Linked DNA regions of Mus musculus: all the other regions are linked to region 1. The links are chromatin contacts, called in public Hi-C, HiCAR-type, HiChIP or PLAC-seq and promoter capture Hi-C maps. All regions are on one chromosome and are shown on one strand. Each heading gives the region's core, a stretch centred on a gene start, on an enhancer-like site or on the middle of the called end of the contact. The rest is flanking DNA. Distances are from core to core; before and after follow the strand shown. Region 1 holds the start of Tmem237 (transmembrane protein 237). Region 2 holds the start of Wdr12 (WD repeat domain 12). Region 3 holds the start of Clk1 (CDC-like kinase 1). Region 4 holds the start of Bmpr2 (bone morphogenetic protein receptor, type II (serine/threonine kinase)). Region 5 holds the start of Orc2 (origin recognition complex, subunit 2). Region 6 holds the start of Nop58 (NOP58 ribonucleoprotein). Region 7 overlaps Gm973 (predicted gene 973).

Region 1 (2,781 bases), core at 200-2,699:
AAGATAATGTTGCATGCTCAGATAAAACTAGACCATGCCATATAAATGTGTGTGCATGCATGCTTGTGTGTGTGTCTGTGCATGCATGTGTGTGCATGCATGTGCATGTGTGTTTGCATACAATAAATAACCATATATAAGGAATGAAGAGTGATGTTTTACTTAGGGAAAGCCTCTTTGATGTTATCTGAGCTGAGCCCTTCCTGACAAAGGTGCCAAATTTACAGGGAATGAGGAGCACATGTTAAGGCTTTCAAGAAAGACAGGGCATGAAGGGCTCCAGGTAAAGAGCAGCCAGGCAGAAACCAGTGACACAGGACAGAAGGCAGACGTCAGATTAACTATGACCTCGCAGACTAGCAGAAGGAATACGGATTTAGTTCTATTAACTAGGAAGCCAACTAAGGTTTTATGCCACAGAGTAACATGCTTTTTTTTTAAGTTACTTTAAATAGAAATAGGTAACATATTTTAGAACAGGAAGTATTTGGGGCTGGTGTAGTTTACCCTGTTCTTACTTAAGAAAAGTCCTGCTTGCAAGCTCAGGAAGCATTAGTTAAGCATTCTGAAAATTTTCAAAATAGATGGCTTAGCCATTAAGAGCAGTTACTGCTCATGCAGCAGACCTGGGTTTAGTTCCCAGCACCCACAAAGCACCAGTAATTCCAGTTCCAGGGAAATGGACAGCCTCTTCAGGTTTCTGTGAGCAACAGGCACACAAGTGGTTCATATATTGGCAAAACACTCAAAACAAATACATTTTTTTTTTTTGGTTTTTTTGAGACGGGGTTTCTCTGTATAGCCCTGGCTGTCCTGGAACTCACTCTATAGACCAGGCTGGCCTTGAACTCAGAAATCCACCTGCCTCTGCCTTCCAAGTGCTGGGATTAAAGGCGTGCGCCACCACTGTCCGGCTACAAATACACCTTTAAAAGAATTGATCTCTAAGAGCAGTGCCTAGACGTCGATTTATTAGCTCGGGTATTTCATGCTGCTTATGGAAGGCACTGATTCCAAAGGCTCACATTTTAGATATTCTTGCTTGTCCCATTTCGCAATCCATGGTTGTATTCACTCAAACAAATTCGTGAGAATGCTACAAAATTAGGACACTGACGATGTCCTAATGGAATCCAGCAGTCAAAATGACAACTGGAATAGAATGGTGGTCCTACAAAAGCACTACTATTCTCAAGATGCTATGAAAGTGGGACCCAGTCCTCTTGGTATTTCAAAAGTCCCGCAAAAATGAACCATCTCACCCATCTAGAAACCGCACCTCTAAGCCCCTCAAAAGAAGAACCGCTGAACAGGCGGAGACTAAATTCCCAACAGCTCAAAAGTACCTGAGGCTCGCTAACCACCTGCTTCTTCCCCATCACGTCTCCAGGGACCGCAGCAGAGCTCAGGGCACCACAGCCGCCCGCCCCGCCCCGGTCCGGCCCGCCCCGCCCCTCCTGCCCAGGCGCGCAGGCGCAGAGCGTCATCGGGCTGCGCCTCATGGCTGCTGGGCCCGGAGCGTCCCCACCCGTCCCACGGGAGGTATTGGGGCTACCGGAGCCGAACCCAATCTGACCCCTTCGAACTAGGAAAACCTCAGCGTCGGCCGGCGTCCCCAGGAGCGGAGGGGGTTCACCCACAGTTTCCCGGGAGGTCATCGTGGTTTGCGTGGGGGTGGGCACGGCGGGACCAGACTCGTATTCAAACTCCCCACCGGAACATCCTCCTCTCTGACCGAGAGCCGCCCGGAGGCGTCGCCATGGCAACGCTGACTAGGGCGCCCGGATGTTGGGTGGACCTGATCGCCTTTTGCGGGGCCCGCCCTGATGTACAGCCCCGGTCCGCCCCCGCCGCACCCCTCGGGCAGTGCTGTCCCCAGATTCCCGGCTCGGCGGTGGTCACTGCTGGTTAGGACACCTCCACTTCGCCACACTCCGGGCCAGGCGCCCCTCGTCGCTCACCGCTTGGTCCTCCTCCAGCGGAGGCCCTGAGTCGTCCCTCATGATGCTTTCCCGCGGGCCTCCCTAGGCGCAACCGCCGGAGCCCGAGGCCGGCTTCCCGCGACGCCCGGCCTCCGGGGACTTGTGGGAGGAGGCGGCTTTGCGGAGCCTGGAGAGGCCGGCGTCCCCCACCTGGTTCCCGTCTGCCAGGGTGCTGCCTGGAGGGAGATCTGTATGACTGAAACAGCGAGGATCTCTTTCACTGGCCTGCCCAGTTTCCTAGATTCCCTGTAGGCCTAGGAGTATAATCTGAATGTTCAGTTCTGATAGTTCCTTCAGTGGGAACAGTTATAGTTTAAAATAGGTAGAATGGAGGGAAGTGTGGATATAAAGAAGATGAACAGACATGGGTGCAGTGGAGCTTCGGATCTAGGGAGACCAAGACTGTATCAACATCCTCGTTTTGGAGCTCATATACAGGCTCCAGGACTAGTCCACTTTGCTGATTTGGAAATAACAGTGTCATAGGTTTCCTTATTAGATAAATGTGTACTTGTTAACCGCTCTTAGCTTAGTTAGTCAACTAGGCACTTTTGTAAAATATAAACAGAAATAAGAAAATATTTTACAAAGTAAAATACAGTTTGTCATTAAGTAGACTGGTTTATTTAGAAGAGTTACATCTTACAAAACACCATATGAAATCTATAAAATGCTCACATTCAGTGACAACATTGTCACATACCTGCCATTAGCTCATATGGGGAAACATCGGGAAAATGCCTGAGAGCCAAATGAGTAGCTCTGTATATGTATAGGATGCTATTTATAGCTATACAAT
Region 2 (2,781 bases), core at 108-2,607, 980 kb after region 1:
TACAAATATATACACACAGTCCTTGTTTTATCAACTAGAGAGAAGCCAAGGTCCTCTGAAATGAGGAAATTCCCTTATAGTGGTTGTCTGCAGGCAAGTCTGCGGGAACATTTTCTGGACTAATAACTGATGTAGGAGGAACCAGCCCACTGAGTAGAGCCACCCTGTATTTTAAAAGCAAACTTAGCTAGCTAGCCATTGGGAGAGCAAATGCAGCTTGCCCCCACCCCCACCCCTCACCTCTGGTTTCTGCTTCAGTTCCTGCCAGGAGTTCCTCCTATCTTGGCCTCCTCTGAGATGACTGTAACCCTTTCCTCCCCAAATTGCTTTTTGTCAGTGTTTTATCACAACAAGAGAAACCTAAGTTGGACACACTCACACAAAATACACCTAATCAAATCGGACACTGAATTGGCTTCATTCTAATTAAAAAAACAGCTCTACAAACTCCATAGCCAGTTTCTAGTCTGTTTGGGGGGGGGGGGGGGATGAAGTTGTGCTTTCAGAAACCACGAGACACCGTTAACGGACAAGCCTGTTCAACTCTCAAATTACTGACATGATGTGTGCAGCATGCAGAAAGCAAACGTGAAGCCCTGGTCCTCCACACACGTCAAATTATGAAAAGCTCATGAAAGTGGGTAGAAAACGGAGATTTAAGAAGACGTGAACACCGCTTCCAAATGAGACAGGGCAGAAGTGCGGGGCACGTGAAGGGGAAGGCGAATGAAGTCTTTTTTATTTTTTTCTATCAGTCAGCTTATCTTATTTGCAATAAATTCTTTTAATTGTAGCCATTATAATTATTAAAGTTCTTTCAACTTTGATTTACTAAAACCTTGTCCGTTTCTTCTTTAATGTATATCCCCAGTCAAAACAGCAAGGATCAAATCGAAGGAGTCTTCAAACGAGATCGGCTCCTGGAAGACAGGGACAGAAGCTGGAACCCTTACTTACTTCTTGTTCTCGCTGTAGAAACGTGCCTGGAGTTGTGCCATGGCTGAATATACACACGAGACTTCTCCACGAAAATGTGTGCGTTGATAATCAAGCAGCTCTAAGGTAGACTGCGCCGCAAGCGCAGCAGGAGCTAGGCTTCAGTTAGCTCCCTCAGGTTCCTACAGAACATACCACGAGGTTCGATTTCCACCAGCGCCCAGCCCGCACACATCAAGTACCTATTCCGAGATTTAGGAAACATCGATTAGTCAAGCGTAGTCCTAAAAGCATCCAGTCCCCTTAAGACTTTTGTTTCTTATCTATCTAGATTCGTAATCTATTAGGAAAATAAAGAAAATAACTAGCTTGAGCCAAATTTTAAGCGTGTCTTTAGACCCAGACCCTTTAGACTCAGCGCTCAGATACTACAAACCCCAGAAGGGAGCGCGTTTCAGACCCTCTGAACACTGGGAGTTGTAGGCTTTATTTATTTTGCCACACCGCATTTAGGGTCTCATATCTGCTTTTAATACTCCTTTCTCCGGGCAGATATTACACTTCCTGCTTCTTTATTCTGAGTGACAAAGGTCCCATCTGTTCGTCTTGTGTGCACTGTTCCAACAGCCAAATTCGGCCGAGACCATGTGTTCTTACCTCTGGCTTCAGAGCGGAAACTCGGGAAAGGAGAACGAGTCGGAAGGGAACTGGGCGACGGTGGCTGAGAAGGGTCTAATCTGATGGACCTGCGCTGCGCCTCCAGGAGGGGTGCGCCTGCGCATTGTGCTGGTCTCCACGGCGCGGCCTCGGAGCCAAGACGAGGTTGAGTAGTCTCGTTTTGAATTTTCTCCCTTCTGCTTACGGCGGACTCCCCTCTCGCGTTGTGGGGCTCGCTGCGGCGGCAGGGTTGGGGGAGCCGGAGGCCTGGCAGAGCTGTCTGTGCCCAGCGACCGGACGCTCCCTCCCAACCTCCCTTCGTCCCCCTGCCGCCTCCTCCCGTCACCTCCTGACCCTCCCGGGCTGGGAGCAACCGCCGGCCCCCGCCCCCGGCCGTCGCCGGACGCCGCTGTGCGCTGTCCCTGCGCCCTCGTCCGCCTCCACGGCGGCTCCTTCGCCGTGGGCCCGGGAGGGGCCCCGCGGCCGGGAGAAGGCAGGCTGCCGCAGGGGGAGGCGAGGTGTCTGTCCCGCAGAGGGTGCGGAGCCCGAGAACGCACCACCGCCACGGAGCATCCGAGTCCTGGGCCGGAGCGCCCGCCCGAGAGGGGCCTCTCCCCTCCTTTCCGAGTCTGACGTTTAGAAAAGTGTCCTCTGCACCTTCTCCCCTGCTTTCGGGCTTCTTTTATTATTATTATTATTATTAATTATTAATTATTTTTTTAATCTTGATGTCACTCAAAGGCTTGTCTCGGTCTCAATGGTCTCGATTATTACTCTAGTTATTTTCCTGAGTGGAGAATAGATGGGGGCTATTACTCTTAAGATCCCAAAGTCACTTTTTTAAGGCATTCGTCTGAAAACCTCCGGGGGTAGGGTGGGGTACAGGGACACACTACTCTGAGACAGCAATTTAGAGTCAGGCAGAACTGGATTGCAAAATGTGTTGGCTTAGCGGTATGAGTGAACCAGTGAATATGGTGAGAGGTTTTCTATATGTCGCCTAATTAAATTTAAATCCGTAGAAAACTAGAAGTTATCTAGTCAGTTGGAGGCGAAAACAATCATTTGTTAAGTGGACAACGACCCAAAAAGCATGACTGTTCTCAGTTTATTCATTTTACAGAATTGCATGCCCCATTACAGGAATGCCTGAATTTGATTCTACCTGTTACTTAACCTCTGTGCCAC
Region 3 (2,781 bases), core at 200-2,699, 700 kb before region 1:
TGGTGGTGCACACCTTTAATCTCAGCACTCGGGAGGCAGAGGCAGGCGGACTTCTGAGTAAGAGGCCAGCCTGGTCTATAAAATGAGTTCCAGGACAGCCAGAGCTATACAGAGAAACCCTGTCTGGAACAGCCCCCGCCCCCAAAGTGTTTTGTTTGTTTTTGGTAAAATACCAGTTTGGATGTTATGAAGTGTTTGTTTACAGCTATTAAAAAAAAAAAAAAAAAAAAAAAAAAGCTGCTCAGCAGATGACCTCAATTCCCAATTCACCGTCAAGTAAATGCCCACGGTCCCCGCTGACACTCTTACTGCTAGCAGAGGGAGACTGGGAAAATTATGAAAATATGGGAGGAAAGCCTGAGAAGGTAACAGGCGCGCCTTTTATGCCGAGTCAACAAAATTCGGGCTCCACCAATAAAGCCACTCTACTTAACTGTACAGGACAGGCCATGATGTTGAAAATAAAGCTGTTCAGAGCGGAAGTGACGTACAATCTTAGGGTGTTCCCCTCCTGTTTCCTAAAGGTAAACAACTCCCCCGTTACAACTTTGTTTACAAAGGAAATTTTCTATAACTTTTTTTTTTTTGAGACAGGCTCAAAGGGGATTAAAAGGCGAGCGACAGGCAGTACAGCCCGGCCGTCTTGAGTTTTAATGTTACAAAACCTAAGTAAATCCTAAACCTTCTTAAAAATCACTTGTTCCTCGCTCTCACAAGCGCTGTCCCGGTGTGCCTCGTTTTCATTATGCTCGACTTCGCTATCTATCGACCGCCTCTGAAATTCTTTTCTTCGTCGAAGGCGGAAACTACACAGAACTGAGGTGACAGCCTGCTGTGACGCTGTCCCCGCAGCGCCCATCTCTAACAAGATCAGCGACCGCAGCGTGTGGGGCCGGCCTGGTTACCAAGACCTTTCGCTTCAAATATAAAGAAAAACAGCACCAAAACCTGCGCCGTGCCACCGCCGAGAGCAAAACCAGGACCGACCGAGTCCAAGCGAAGGCCGCGCCCTGGCGCCGCCATGGCGAAGGACGAGCGCGGCCTTCCCCCTACCGCCATCTTAGGTCCCGCCGCGGCAGCTCGGGCTCTTGCAGTCGGCCGGCCCTCCTCGGGACGCGGAGCCTGCGGGCATCGTCCCCGCCTACGCAGAAGCCAGCGGCCAGAGCTCCGCAGCCGGGGCACAGAGCCCCTTCGCGTGGCTCCGCCGTGAAGAGCCGCAGCGGGGTCCTTGGAGGCGGCGGGAAGATACAAGGAAAGGCCCTGACAGACACCGCGTCTTACCTTTCCAACCCTGAAGACAAAGCTTGCAAGGCGAAGACAAAGCTTACAAGGCGACGGCGAGAAGTCTGCAAACGATTACGACGATCTCCCAACACAAAATGGTGCGGACAGACGCAGTGCGAGCTTCTTCTCGGAAAAACTGGTGACGTAGATGGGCGGGGCCTATACCGGTCCTGAGTGCGCAGGCGCGGGCCCGCTGCCCAAATGGGCGAGGGATGGAAGGACTTGGTCCTGACTGTCCTTGCTGTGGCTTCTTGAGGATACTTAGACACTACAGGTTACAGTAATAGTATAATCCACGCTCGCTCTCCCTCTCTCCTTTTTCTCTTCCCTCCTGACTGCAACCTTTTAAACTACACCAACAAAGTATCTCTGGTTAGTAACTCAGTGACTACAGTTATGTTGACCTGTCTTAAACTAGTTTTTAGTGGTTGGGTATGACATGCACTGACGCCAAAAATGTTAGAAATGAGCATGGTGGCACACGCCTTTAATCCCAGCACTTGGGAGGCAGAGACAGGCGGATTTCTGAGTTCGAGGCCAGCCTGGTCTACAAAGTGAGTTCCAGGACAGCCAGGGCTATATATACAGAGAAACCCTGTCTCGAAAACCAAACCAAACCAAACAAAACAAAAAGTTAGAAATGGTGGAACAGGAGCGGAATAGTGTAAATAGACAGATTAGTAAGTAGTCTTGAAGACTTTGAGGATGCCCCCCCCCCCCCCATAGTAGCTTCCCCCAGCCTTGAGTAGGCTGGCTTTGACCTTGTTGCCACTGAGAATGAGACTACCTGGGGTGGAACCTTCCAACTTAGATGGCTCTATTGTTCCGTCACCTGCCACTGCTACCTGCTGAGAGGCCCTTTAGATATTCCAGAGACTTCATCCAGCAGATCACCTACAGGCTGGCAACAGGCATCAAGAATGGCTTGGGGGGCGGGGGGTTATGGTTTTGAGACAGGGTTTCTCTGTGTAGCTCTGGCTGTCCTGGAACTCACTTTGTAGACCAGGCTGGCCTCAAACTCAGAAATCCGCCTGCCTCTGCTTCCCGAGTGCTGGGATTAAAGGCGTGCGCCCCACGCCAGGCTTAAGCACAGACTCTTAGTAAACTTGGGGGCCTTGAACAGAAATGTGTCTTGGCCTCCATTATTTCTCTCGCCATTTCCTTCCATACAGCTCCGGCCTCCCACTCAGGAACCCAGTTAGTGTGGCCTCAGGCGGCTTAACTCCTATTTCGCTGGTAACTCTAAAAAGGTAGATATTAGGGGGAGGAGAAAAAGGGGGGTGCGTAGGTATCAGTTTTGCAACTCCTTTGCTTTCACCTTTAAGAGTTAATCTAGACCTGGGCATGGTGGCATATCCCAGCACTAAGGAGGCAGAGACAAGGGTTATCTCTGAGTACAAGTTCAGTGTGGTCTATATCGCAAATTCTAGCCAGAACTAAAAACAGGGGAAGAGGAGGGTGCTGGCGTTGGCTTAACAGGTAAAGACACAATGCCAC
Region 4 (2,781 bases), core at 156-2,655, 640 kb after region 1:
GCAGCCTTGTCATCCAAGAGGGCCCCGGGGATGGCTGTTCGAGGAAAGCCCGACCCAGACTAGCGCACACACGTCAGCTTCGCGGTCTTCATGACTGAGGCAGGAGGCTTTTGTTTGGGCCGCGACGGGAGGGGGACCCGACGAGGCCCGGGTCTCGGCTCCTGGGAAAGGCGGCTCGGTCGGGATTCTCAGGGAAACCGAGGAGGATGCGCCCGCCGCCACCAACAACGACGGCGTGCCTTCGAGGCTTCTCGCCCACCTTCCCGGGTAGCCTTTAACCTACGTTAAACAAAAGATTGTGGCCGCCCTCCCTTACACGCTTGAACAGATCGCACGGCGTCCACGTGCGGAGCGTTCGCCTGTGTGAGGAAAGGGACCTAGGCTGCCCACCCGCAGCCCACGACAACCCTTCCCTGCACTGGGCGCCCAGGCGAGAGACGCCGCGCGAGGGCCTCACTCTCCAGCAAGCCTGGGAGTGAGGGGCGGGGCCGGGCGGGGCCGCGGGCGCGCAGGCGCAGTGCGGCTCAGTGGCGCCGCCGCCGCCGCCGCCGCCGCCGCCCGCGCTGCACCACAGGCCCGAGACAGACAGGGGTCGGCTGGAGAGCCGGAGACTGAGAGGAGGCGGCGGCGGGGGCGGGGCGACTCCGGTGACCGGGAGCGCCTCAGACTGGCAGCTGCGGCGACTCCCCCCTTTGTGTCTGGTCTGCTTGGAACCGCTGGAGGTGCTTCCCGGAGGGGCTCGGGGTGTTTCGCAAGCTCAGCTGCCCACCCCCTTCCTCGGCCACCTACGTCCGTCTTCCCGCCGCCCCCCGCCCTCGGCCCGCGACGCCCGAGCTCCGCCCGGAGCCCAGAGCTGCGGAGAACGAGGCGGCGGCGGCGGCGGCGGCTTTCTCCAGAGGGGCTGTGATTCGCTCCCGCAAGCCATCGACGGGAGGAGACCCGGTTTTCATGGTGGAATTTACTTCAGGCAAGAGCGAGGGGCTGGAGTAGCCGAGAGCGAGGCCGCGGGCGGAGCGCCCTCGAAGGGCCAGCCCCGCACCTCCCCGCGTGTCGCTCGCCCGGGCTCGCCGCGTCGCCGCGACCCTCCCCTCCCCCGCGCCCCGAGGCCCGGCCTGAGCGACCCTCGCGCGATTGTTCCGAGGAAGCTGTGGACTCGCCCATGGAAGCAGGCACCTTTTTCGACCCAGTCGGTGGGAAGGATTTGTTGATGTCGAAATCCGAGTGAAGGAAGCAACGAAGCGAAACTTTAAAAGGAACCCCACTGTCCTCGGAGTACGGAGCGATGCTACTCCGGCGGCCGGGCGCCGCTGCCTGCCCCGCTTCGCCCTTCCCGGCGGTCGGGAACTTGTTCTGATCCTCAGTGCTCCCATCGAGTCCCCGCCCTCCCCCCCCCCCCCCCCCCGGCACTCTGGATATGTTTTCTCCCAGATCTGGGTATTTTTTTGATATCGTGAAACTACGAGGGAAATAATTGCAGGGGTTTCTTCTGGGCTCCCTGCGTCTTCCCCATGGACATGCCTTCAATTTGGGGAGCCGAGACACCCCGTCCTAGGCGAATGAAGCCCCCCAGCCACGAGGGAGCGAAATGAAGGGAAATTCTGCAGTGGAATGAGAGCTCTACTAGCTAGGTCCTCGCATCTGCCATTTGTCCTTTCAAACTGCATTGTAATCCGGGCAGGATAAATCAGACGAAGAGCAGCCTCCTAGCCGGATTTCTCCGCCCGAATTTACTTTCCAGATTTCTTTTCTTTGCCCTCCTGCTTCTTTGCTGGCCCAGGGATGACTTCCTCGCTGCATCGGCCCTTTCGGGTGCCCTGGCTGCTATGGGCCGTCCTGCTGGTCAGCACTACGGCTGGTGAGTAGCCCTAGGTGGTATGTCCCAGCTCCTACTCCAGTGGGTGGCGAGGGAGAGAGCCTGCAGAGGCCGAGCCCTGTGCTCTCCCCTCGCAACGTGTGCTCTCGGATCCGGGTGGAGGAGCCAGCCAGGGAAATCACCTTCGGTGTTTGCGTGTTGTTTCCCGTCCCTACTCCCGTATTCCCTGACCCCTCCCCCACGGGGGGAAAAAGACATATTGGGTGTGGTATCTTGACATTTTTAGCTGTGAGGTAATGCAAGGATTAAAAATAATATTTTAATCACTAGTGAACTGTCTATTAGATTTTTGGAGATAAAGGTGGTTTTTTTACTTTGATGGAAAGAAGCAGATTTGGTTTACAATAAAAAGAACAACTAGACACACACTTGATTGAACCTTATTTTTACATTTAGATCACTCTTTGGGAATCCACATTACTTTTCGTTATTTAAAAATGTTACCTGAAAAAAAATGTTACCTGATGAATAGAGTAAACGTTGAGGAAGTCACTGTGTGAGAATCTTGATAACAGTGTATACTAACACAGTTGATGTCATCATTAATATTGTTTTGCTCCCAAGAATCTTAACTATTCTCTGTCTCTTTATCCTGGATATTCTTAACTTTGTATCCCTTTGGAATTACTGTTGGGCACAGAAGTGTTTTTGATAACTTTTCTATTAGTCATCTGGCGTCTGTTGGTTTTCCTGTCATTGAGACAATTTTGACCTCACATCAGACTTCGAGGAGATTTGACTCCTGAAAGTTCTTTGACATTTTCCTAACGTGTGAAAGGAAATGCTACTCCCCTTTCCTTTGGCCATTTCCTCTTTACTTCTCAATCGCCTTGAGAAAAAAACAACTCATATTCTCATTGCAGTTATTTTCAAGCAACAGTCTTCTGTGATTTGCTTTTAGAAAATTT
Region 5 (2,781 bases), core at 212-2,711, 610 kb before region 1:
ATTATGAGTGGTTTTTGCAAAATTTTCTGTAACTGTATTGTGATATTCTCAGCCACGAACTTTGTAAATGACAGCAACAAGGTATCCAAATGTCAAAAAGGCAGGGTATGCCTGTTCAGCCTCAAATGCATTTATACAACATCTCCGATTTTTAAGATATTTTATGTAATACAAACAAAATCACCTCAACTGAAATTCCTACCAAGACCTCCTAAGAGAATGTCCCCTTCTTTTCTGCAATTCCTCAGAAAAACACTACCTAACAGATACACAAGAAAACTGCAATCTGGGAGGCTGACTAGACAGCTCAGTGGCTAAAAGCACGTGTCCTGCAAGCGTCAGAATGGGAACTGAGATCCTTGTAGTCATTTAAAAGTTGAGGAGCACTCAGAACTGGGGAGGAGGAGAATGGGGTTCCCCGAGGCAAGCTGGTTAACCAACAAGGACCCGGTTAGAGTAAGACCCCGCCTCAGTTAAGAACGATCCAAAAAGACATCTAAAATTAACACACACTACCGGCACATATGCACCAACATCCACATGAATGCACATGCCCATAATCAACCAATGAAATGCAGATATCCACAGGGAGCATCTATAACGGATAGTGATTATCTGTAGGGCTAAAGGGTCAATTCTCTTCACAGTCAACTAACTACAAGGCAGCACCAAGTGTTGGCAGCCATGCACTTTCCTCTGGGAGTAAACACATTTTTCAAACCAAGCACTGCCCCAAGGAGACCTTTAGGGACACCCGGCCGGGACAACAGAACAGACTTCAGCAGTCGTTCCATCCCGCGATCCCTTGAGCTACATCCCTCCGAGTTCCTTCTCCTCTGGCAGAACACTGCCATTTTTGTTACAGTTCCTTTTCATTCTCTTCTCAAATAAAGGGCCGGGTTAGCCGGAAAGCAGGCACGGTCCGTGCAGGAGACTTCTCGCCACAGGACAGCCTTGGCTTTCGCAGACAGCGCCTCTCACCCAGGGGGGCTGCTCCCCAGCATCCTCCAGCCTGCGCCCGGCGGCCTCGTCATCTCCCGCCATGGTGGGCGAGCGGCAAGGCCACGGGTGTCGGGGGAAGCGCGCAGTGAGCCGCGGCTGCAGCAGGGCGCACTGGGACTCACCTCTCGAGTCCGAGCCGGCGGGAGGGAGAACGGCCGCGAGGCTCACTTGAGCCGCCAGCCAGGACTCCCGCCGCCGCGGAACACCCCAGAACGGCCCGGGGAGGCCAGCGTCTAGGGAAAGAGTCGACCGGTCCAAGCCGAACCTGCGCGCCCAGCAGGGCAAGGGAGCTGCGCGCAGCACACTGAATCCCCGGCCGCCGGTGGGCGGTGCCCTAAGAAACCAATGGGGAGCCGAGCCGCCCAGAGCGACGGCGCCGCAAGCCCGTTGACTCGGGCCATAGGCCCTCGCTCAGTCGGAAAACAGATCCCCCAACCAATAGTGGGTTCCCGGGCTTTCCTCATCTCTTCAGTTTCCGTTTCCGGGGGAAGGGACCGTGCGCGGAGCACGCCGGATCTCTGGAGAGACAAGTGTGTGCTAGCTGTCTGGAAGTTAAGGGCAGCGTCCCCGGTTGTACGGTTGGTTGGTGTTTTATGTCAATCTTAATATTGTTAGTCTAGCTGCTCTGAGGAAAAAAAAAAAAAAAAAAAAAAGATAATGAAGATGGATTCGCTTGAGGAACAGCGAATACCTGCTCGCATATGATGCAAAGGGATCTCAAGGGTTTGAGGGAGGGCGGAGCCAGAGCATGAACAAGAAAATAGGACCATACAACTAATGAAATAAAGACACGAAAAGGGGGCTTATACAGAGGAAATGAGAAGGAAAACGAGTGAATCTGGCTGGGATACATGAAAATATTTGTTTACTAACAGGACTACGTCATTTGGATTCGCTTATTCCGAACTTATCATACTTAGAACCAACAGTAAGAATACAATACTCAAGTAGAGGCACCTCTGAATAACTGAGCTTCTGGGTAATTGAACGAGAAGAAACTGAACATACAGTCTTGGGGAAAGTGCTAGAATAAGGCAGCTGAATACTTACTCATTCTTGCCAATGGATATAAACACACTGGCTATAAATGTGATGCCTAGAGAGCACAAATCCCAAAGTTCCAACCTTTGTATCATTTCATTGAGCTCTGAAAATCAAGCTCACAACTTGGGTTTGGTTCACTATCTTAACACCACCTTGTGGTTAGGTTTTTGTTTTTAACCATATCAAGGACCGTCCGGGGCTAGGCTGGTAACTGGGCTTCCAGGTGACCTGCCGGTGGTTTGCTTCTAGGTCTCATCAGAGCTACCTGGTGGCAAACTTCTATTGCACATGCATTGCGTTATTTCAAGTCATACAAAATGGTTTCCAAGTTACAGAGAATGATTTTTAAGTTATGTTCCTAACAGCAGGGCACAGGATTATATAATTATAAGACCAGAAGGAATCAGGAACACTTTCCTTAAAGGAAGAGATATGAAAACTAAGGCCTGAATTGATTTGAATTTTCTAGGAAGAAAAGCAAAATGAAAATAGATGAATAAAGTGTCAAAGTGTCAGATATTATGAATTACAAGTTGGTACTTAAGGGACTGGCCACATTTGTATTGAAAGATTATCTGTGGAATATAATAGTGGGAAGGAAGAAATGGAGTCAGACTTTTTGGGAGCTGTTTAGAACAGTGGTTCTCAATCTTCTAATGCTGGACCCTTTAACACTTCCTCATGTTGTGGTAACCCCTGATCATAACGTTTTTGTTTGTTTCTTTTTGCTACTTC
Region 6 (2,781 bases), core at 181-2,680, 570 kb after region 1:
TCTTGTCTCCCTAAATATGGTAAATGTAACTGTAGCTATAATCAATTCTGCTCTTGCCTGCAGCCCTAGGAATCCCCTTGTATTCCCCATATGTCCATCTTTTCTGCTGTCCAAACAAGGATACTCTTTCCTCTTCATTCATACTGTAAAAGTGTTACAGAACGTCAAGTTGGTTAATCTTCCACAGTTTTCTGTAGATCCAAAATTAATGTTTAGAACTAGGCAACTAGGAACGTTCTACAGCTATTGGAAGCTAGATTTGTGAAGAACTGGGGTATTTAAATCTTGTCATTGAAAGTACATAGCCACACAGATATATCTAATCTTAGCACTCTGAAGGCTGAGGCAGGAGGACAATGATTCAAGGCCAACCTGGTCTAGATACTGAGGTCCTTTTTCAAAAAGCCAAAGCAAGGCTAGGGATATGGCTCAGTTAGTAGAGTGCTTGCCTACCATGTATGGAACCCAACCTTTGGTTCCATCCCCAGCACCAATAAAGTTGGTGTGGTGGCATATGCCTGTAACCTCACTACTGTGGAGGTGGGGGTGGGAGGACCTCTATGACTCAAACTTCTCTGGTCTACCTAGTTACAAGAGATAGTTACAAGGCTACATGGAGACCTTGTCTCAAACAAACAAATTGTTTTTGAGCAAGGTCATTCTCTACTTCCTACTGAGTTTGAGGCTAGTCTAAGATACATAAGACTTTGTTTTAAAGTAAATCCAGCCACTGAGGCTGAAAGTTTCCATAAAAGAAATTACATTGAGACATACATAAATTCATACCTTGGAATCATTTTAAACACAACCCTTCCCGCCTCCGAAAATATCTATATTTATAGCTATAAAAGAAATCTTTGCTAAAAACCTGTTTGACCAGAGAAGAACCACCAGGAAATGTTGCTGGTTATAAAAGTTTGCTTCCCTTGCAGAGGACCTGGTTGGGTTCCCAGCACCAACGTGACGGCTTACAATTGCCTACAACTCCGGTTCCAGGTCAGATCCCGTGGAACTCACTGATGGGACCCGAGTGCACGTCCTCATCAAGAAAAAGTGTTCTGTGTTGTTTTAAAATAAAATGTCCTTTACATGGCGGGGCGGGGCATAGCATAATGTGTTGTAAATCGTTTTGTGTGCTGTAAATTATACACATGTAATTTATATATTATATATAATACAAAATATAATGTACACAGAACTTTTTCTTCTTTACATGACCTAATAAACTGACAGCTTCCAGCCACAGTCCAAAACTTAAAAAAAAAAAAAAAAAAAAAGTCTCGCGATATTTTAAGGCCGTCTCTTTCCGGATTCTACTGTGGGCGGGAAAAACCCGGAAATGATCTCACGCTCTGCGGCATTGAGCGACCAGAAGTGACGTTACTTCCCAGAATTCTTAGAGAAGGAGACTCGCATATTTGCTGCTCCACGAGGAGAGGTGTGGAGCGGCTGAGCAACGTGGTCTGTTCGTCCGCGGGGAGGCGACGGCGTTTGCGCTCCCCCGCGTCCAAGGCCTAGCGGGTCTTCAGCGACTGAAAGGTAGTCATTTGCAGTGGCGTAAGGGCTCGCGGCTAGCCGCGTAGCGCCGCCCTGACCTGGTCTCATCATGTTGGTCCTGTTTGAAACGTCCGTTGGCTACGCCATCTTTAAGGTAGGTGAGATGGAGTTGTTGAGCTAAGAGGCTTATGTGGGACAGAGAGCTGGGTAAGATTTAAGGAGAGACGAACAACGGAACACATTTTAGTGTCTTCAAGTCCCCGGGCTCCGAAAAGATGTGAAAAATCAAGAGCCCGCTGGTTCAGGTGAACACGTGGCTTCTCCGAATTTAGGGCGACCTCTGCTTTACTCAGTTTAAAAAATGGGCAGGACCCTTTTTTACAAGTGACAATAAAGCGTTCATTTAATCACCTGAGGCTTTGTACATGTTAGATCAGCGCCCTGTCACCTAGTTACACCTCCAATCCAAGATCGGTTTAATGTTTATCTAATTTATGTATATGAGTACCCTATAGCTGTCAACAGACACACCAGAAGAGGGCTACAGATCCCATTACAGATGGTTGTGAGCCACCATGTGGTTGCTGGGATTTGAACTAGGACTTCTGGAGGAGCAGTCAGTGCTCTTAACCGCCGAGTTATCGCTCCAGCCTCAGATATTTATTTTGGGCTTTTCCAGATAGGGTTTCACTGTGCTGCTCAGGCTTTCCAGGAATTCCCTCTGTAGACCTGGCTAGCCTTGAACTCAGAGATCCACCTACCTCTGCGTCCTGAGTACTGGGATTAAAGGTGTGCATCATCACCGCCAGACTCTATTTACTTTTGAGGCAGGCTTTCCCTATGTAGGCTTGGCTGGCCCCTAACATTTCATTTATATTTAACTAGATTAAAGCTGGGGTCCAAGATCAGGGTCCTTCCAGGCATGATTGGAAGGTTTTGAGTAGTGAGTGGCTTTGTTTTTCCAAGACAGTTGTTCTCTGTGTAGTTCTGGCTGTCCTGGAACTCACTCTTTAGACCAGGCTGGCCTCGAACCCAGAAATCCGCCTGCCTCAGCCTCCCAAGTGCTGGGATTAAAGGCGTGGGCCACCACCGCCCAGCTATAGTTTGTTTTCTTTAAAGATTATTTTACTATGTGATGATAACAGGAGGAGGAGGAAGGTATACTGTGCTTTAATGTAGACAACATGAATGTTGTTAGGTCTCAGGACAAATGCTGAGGTGCTTATTATCATGGCAAGGCTGACTGGGCTGTACATTCTTCAGCCCAGAAACTGAGCTGGAACC
Region 7 (2,781 bases), core at 89-2,588, 510 kb after region 1:
TCTGACTAGAAAAAAAACCCTATCTGGCTGCAGCTGGGTCTGTGTCCCTTACACTGATAACACTCTGGTCTCTTAGGCCCTCCAGGATAAGAAGCAGCAGGAGAAGGCTTCTCGGGACAGAATTCGAATAGAGAAGGCAGAGATGAGATGGCTGAAGGTGGAGCAGAGGAGAAGGGAGCAGGAGGAGCTGACTTGGCTCCATAAGGAGCAGCTGGAGAAAGCAGAGAAGATGAAGGAGGAGCTGGAGCTGGAGCAGCAAAGACGCACTGAGGAGAACCGGTGGGCCATCAGCCAGACACAAGGCAGGGCAAACCTTCCCCAGGGCACAGCTCAGGGCTAGGCTCATGACCTGACACCAAATCACAGGAACAGCCTGGACCAGAGATAAGAATAAGATACTGTCTTGCTCATGTGGGTTACTCAAGATAGATGCTTAAAGGGAACTCGAGAAAGGTTTTAAGATTTGGCCCAGTCTATCAAGCTCCTCTTTTGTACTGGTCCTTTCACCTGTCTTTATGCTAACTTTATATCTACAACCCCAAGAGGCAAGAATTTCACAATCCACACTTTAGGAAATGTTTTTTTAAAGAATAGAAAAGAAAGGAGGCTGGTGAAATGGCACCGACTGCTCTTCCGAAGGTCCAGAGTTCAAATCCCAGCAACCACATGGTGGCTCACAACCATCTATAATGAGATCTGATGCCCTCTTTTGGGGTGTCTGAAGACAGCTACAGTGTACTTACATATAATAAATAAATAAATCTTAAAAAAAAAAAAAGAAGATAGAAAAGAAAGTGCAAAGAATTTAAGGCTCTTAAAACCTGGGCAACAGTGCTGAGGGAAAACTTCTAGGTTTCTTCTAGTCTCTTAACATCTCTGCCCTTCAATCCAGACTGTAGAAAACCTGTACTCTGAAGGGGCGCTTCCTGAGGACTGAAGACTATAAAGTCAATTGTCAGTTGGTTAGGCTATTTTTCTGCCATTCCTCTGACACCTTCTGTGTTCTCAGCCTGAGAAAGCAGAGACTGGAGGAAGAACGGCAGCAACAGGAGGAAGCAGAGAAAAAACGAAGGCTCCAGTTGCAGGCAGCCCGGGAGAGAGCAAGGCAGCAGCAGGAGGAGCTCCGCAGGAAACTGCAAGAAATACAGAGAAAAAAGCAGCAGGAAGCGGCAGAGAGGGCTGGTGAGAGAAATGCTGAGCTTTTTGTATGTCTCTTCCCTTGGACCAAAAATTATTTTAAACCCACTTCAAGCAATTTTATTCCTACCCTAGGCCTTAGTGCACAAAGAACTCCATGTAAAAGCTAAGTTTTGTTCCAGAATGATAATTGTCTGGCTACAGCGGGTTGAAATGAAAGGATAGAATATGAACAGGAGAGTCACATGGAAACAATTACAGGAGAGGACTCCTGCTTCAATAATTGCCCTTGTTAGTTCAAACTTCTCTACCTGCTCCCTTCCTCTTGCAGGTAGAGACAATCACAAATACCTGGAGAGCCTCAGACACACCTTCAGATGTGTATCAGATAATCTTCCAACATACTTTTCAGGATGAGGGTAGAAGGTTCAGCAGATGCTGCTGCTGCGATCAACTCCTGGTGTTTCCTCTAGAGTCTAGTTAAGTAAGCACTCTGTAGATGCTGATCTAACACTCCTCCCTACACAACAGCACATTATCCTGTGAACTCAACAGACTTTGGAAAAATCTTCCCTAAGGTTTTTCAATGTGCATTGGTGCTTTGACAGGAGACTTGGATTAGTAAACCCACAGAGGGTCTAGCAGGTTAAAAGGGTAGACCAGAAATATCAGCTGCTCTAGTGATGGCCCAGCTGAGCCCACCTCTTTCTGTTCTGCAGAGGCAGAGAAGCAAAGGCAGAAGGAACTGGAGATGCAGTTAGCAGAAGAACAGAAACGCCTGATGGAAATGGCTGAAGAAGAACGGTTGGAGTACCAACAGCAGAAACTAGCAGCAGAAGAGAAAGCTAGGCAGGAGGCTGAGGAAAGGAGGAAACAGGAAGAGGAAGCAGCAAAGCTAGCCCTGGAAGAAGCCACAAAACTAGCCCAGGAGCAAATCAGGTACTTGGACAGGGGGACAACTGCTGTCAGGGCTTGTTCTGAGGCTTGAAGGCTCAGTGCCAATGCTGACCACTGCCTTTAAGCAAGCAGTTCTCTCAATCCCTACACCATGGCTAGAAAGACTAAAACACACAGAGCCATTCTCCAGCTACAAACAGCGCAGGATTCTGTCTTGGTTTATGGAGTTTGTATTGAAGCTTGATGGAAATTTAGAGATCATTTATCTTGATCTTCTGGTTTACAGATAAAAATGAACCCCAGATCAAAACAAACAATAAAAACAAATACCAAGTCTAGTGTGCAGCAGAGTGGTAGAATTTGCATTCTGTGCTGGGTTTAACTCCCCAGTGAAAGAGAAGCAAGATCTCGATAAGGACCAATAAATGACTTATGGCCAATACCAAGACCCATTATGCAAATTGTAGACTCTAGGAATTCAGAATTAGGTATTTACACTCCAGGGTTTAGGATGAAGAGGTACTGAAAAAGAAACTGTTCTGCTTTTTAACCTAGCAACAAAATGCTATGCAGAAACACTTTAAATTGCAACAGGAAGCTTATTTTAGATTGGTAGCCCAGAGCAAGGCCTCTCATAAAGAATGTCATGAAGGGTGAGATTTTAATAACACAGAGTTGACCATACAAGAATGTAGATGAGTATTTCAGGAAACAACAGTTAAGTGAACAGTGTAAGAACAGCAGTGA

Evidence for each region. Promoter capture Hi-C pulls out the DNA fragments that hold promoters and counts their contacts. Hi-C and Micro-C count contacts between places; a contact is called where the count stands out from the background. HiCAR-type assays count read pairs that join an accessible place to other places. HiChIP or PLAC-seq counts read pairs in DNA pulled down with a chosen protein or histone mark. Capture Hi-C pulls out chosen DNA fragments and counts their contacts.
Region 2: a contact with region 1 is called in a promoter capture Hi-C map of liver, with 4 times the contacts expected there. The contact joins the promoter of Wdr12 here to the promoter of Tmem237 in region 1. A contact is called at or near these places in 1 of 39 promoter capture datasets (liver) and 1 of 484 Hi-C or Micro-C datasets (muscle stem cells).
Region 3: a contact with region 1 is called in a promoter capture Hi-C map of pre-B cells, with 3 times the contacts expected there. The contact joins the promoter of Clk1 here to the promoter of Tmem237 in region 1. A contact is called at or near these places in 4 of 39 promoter capture datasets (the C10 cell line, hippocampal neurons, liver and 1 more), 1 of 15 datasets of contacts at CTCF or cohesin (large pre-B cells), 3 of 115 datasets of contacts at active chromatin or transcription factors (astrocytes, forebrain and pancreatic cancer cells) and 1 of 9 other capture datasets (liver).
Region 4: a Hi-C map of CD8 T cells shows a contact between it and region 1, with 5 times the contacts expected there. The contact joins the promoter of Bmpr2 here to the promoter of Tmem237 in region 1. A contact is called at or near these places in 1 of 39 promoter capture datasets (liver) and 2 of 484 Hi-C or Micro-C datasets (CD8 T cells and uterus).
Region 5: a HiCAR-type map of astrocytes shows a contact between it and region 1, with 4 times the contacts expected there. The contact joins the promoter of Orc2 here to the promoter of Tmem237 in region 1. A contact is called at or near these places in 2 of 39 promoter capture datasets (liver and neural stem cells), 3 of 484 Hi-C or Micro-C datasets (embryonic stem cells, muscle stem cells and regulatory T cells), 4 of 115 datasets of contacts at active chromatin or transcription factors (astrocytes, craniofacial prominence, forebrain and 1 more) and 2 of 9 other capture datasets (adipose tissue and liver).
Region 6: a promoter capture Hi-C map of liver shows a contact between it and region 1, with 4 times the contacts expected there. The contact joins the promoter of Nop58 here to the promoter of Tmem237 in region 1. A contact is called at or near these places in 4 of 39 promoter capture datasets (the 3T3-L1 cell line, frontonasal cranial neural crest, hippocampal neurons and 1 more), 1 of 484 Hi-C or Micro-C datasets (muscle stem cells), 5 of 115 datasets of contacts at active chromatin or transcription factors (embryonic stem cells, extraembryonic endoderm stem cells, forebrain and 2 more) and 3 of 9 other capture datasets (adipose tissue, liver and macrophages).
Region 7: an H3K4me3 HiChIP or PLAC-seq map of bone marrow-derived macrophages shows a contact between it and region 1, with 4 times the contacts expected there. The contact joins the enhancer-like site here to the promoter of Tmem237 in region 1. A contact is called at or near these places in 17 of 39 promoter capture datasets (the C10 cell line, the HPC-7 cell line, HPC-7-derived erythroid cells and 9 more), 1 of 15 datasets of contacts at CTCF or cohesin (large pre-B cells), 4 of 484 Hi-C or Micro-C datasets (cortical neurons, nephron progenitors, spermatogonial stem cells and 1 more), 16 of 115 datasets of contacts at active chromatin or transcription factors (the NIH/3T3 cell line, the SCID.adh cell line, astrocytes and 12 more) and 2 of 9 other capture datasets (adipose tissue and macrophages).

The regions. Positions count from the first base shown.
Region 1 is chr1:59,118,357-59,121,137 of GRCm38.p6, forward strand. It overlaps Tmem237 (transmembrane protein 237), which reads right to left and starts at 1,450. Exons shown (of 13, transcript NM_001037812.3): 1 at 1,347-1,450. The coding sequence starts at 1,379. It overlaps Mpp4 (membrane protein, palmitoylated 4 (MAGUK p55 subfamily member 4)), which reads right to left. Exons shown (of 22, transcript NM_145143.3): 22 at 2,579-2,781.
Region 2 is chr1:60,096,550-60,099,330 of GRCm38.p6, forward strand. It overlaps Wdr12 (WD repeat domain 12), which reads right to left and starts at 1,358. Exons shown (of 13, transcript NM_021312.5): 1 at 958-1,358. The coding sequence starts at 998. Carf (calcium response factor) reads left to right here and starts at 1,698. Exons shown (of 16, transcript NM_139150.5): 1 at 1,698-1,758.
Region 3 is chr1:58,422,639-58,425,419 of GRCm38.p6, forward strand. It overlaps Clk1 (CDC-like kinase 1), which reads right to left and starts at 1,450. Exons shown (of 13, transcript NM_001042634.2): 1 at 1,282-1,450.
Region 4 is chr1:59,762,874-59,765,654 of GRCm38.p6, forward strand. Bmpr2 (bone morphogenetic protein receptor, type II (serine/threonine kinase)) reads left to right here and starts at 1,406. Exons shown (of 13, transcript NM_007561.4): 1 at 1,406-1,855. The coding sequence starts at 1,780.
Region 5 is chr1:58,503,648-58,506,428 of GRCm38.p6, forward strand. It overlaps Orc2 (origin recognition complex, subunit 2), which reads right to left and starts at 1,462. Exons shown (of 18, transcript NM_008765.3): 1 at 1,125-1,462. Gm15834 (a long non-coding RNA gene) reads left to right here and starts at 1,469. Exons shown (of 4, transcript XR_865442.3): 1 at 1,469-2,781.
Region 6 is chr1:59,683,576-59,686,356 of GRCm38.p6, forward strand. Nop58 (NOP58 ribonucleoprotein) reads left to right here and starts at 1,431. Exons shown (of 15, transcript NM_018868.2): 1 at 1,431-1,651. The coding sequence starts at 1,607.
Region 7 is chr1:59,632,138-59,634,918 of GRCm38.p6, forward strand. Gm973 (predicted gene 973) reads left to right here. Exons shown (of 19, transcript NM_001357842.1): 16 at 77-279; 17 at 1,010-1,182; 18 at 1,857-2,076. Among named protein-coding and RNA genes, the nearest start is that of Gm33833, 14 kb to the left of the region's middle. Within about 2 kb of position 1,339, at least 22 of the 459 cell types and tissues checked have an H3K27ac peak or open chromatin away from gene starts, as enhancers often do. A contact at or near this core is called in bone marrow-derived macrophages, where this site is marked.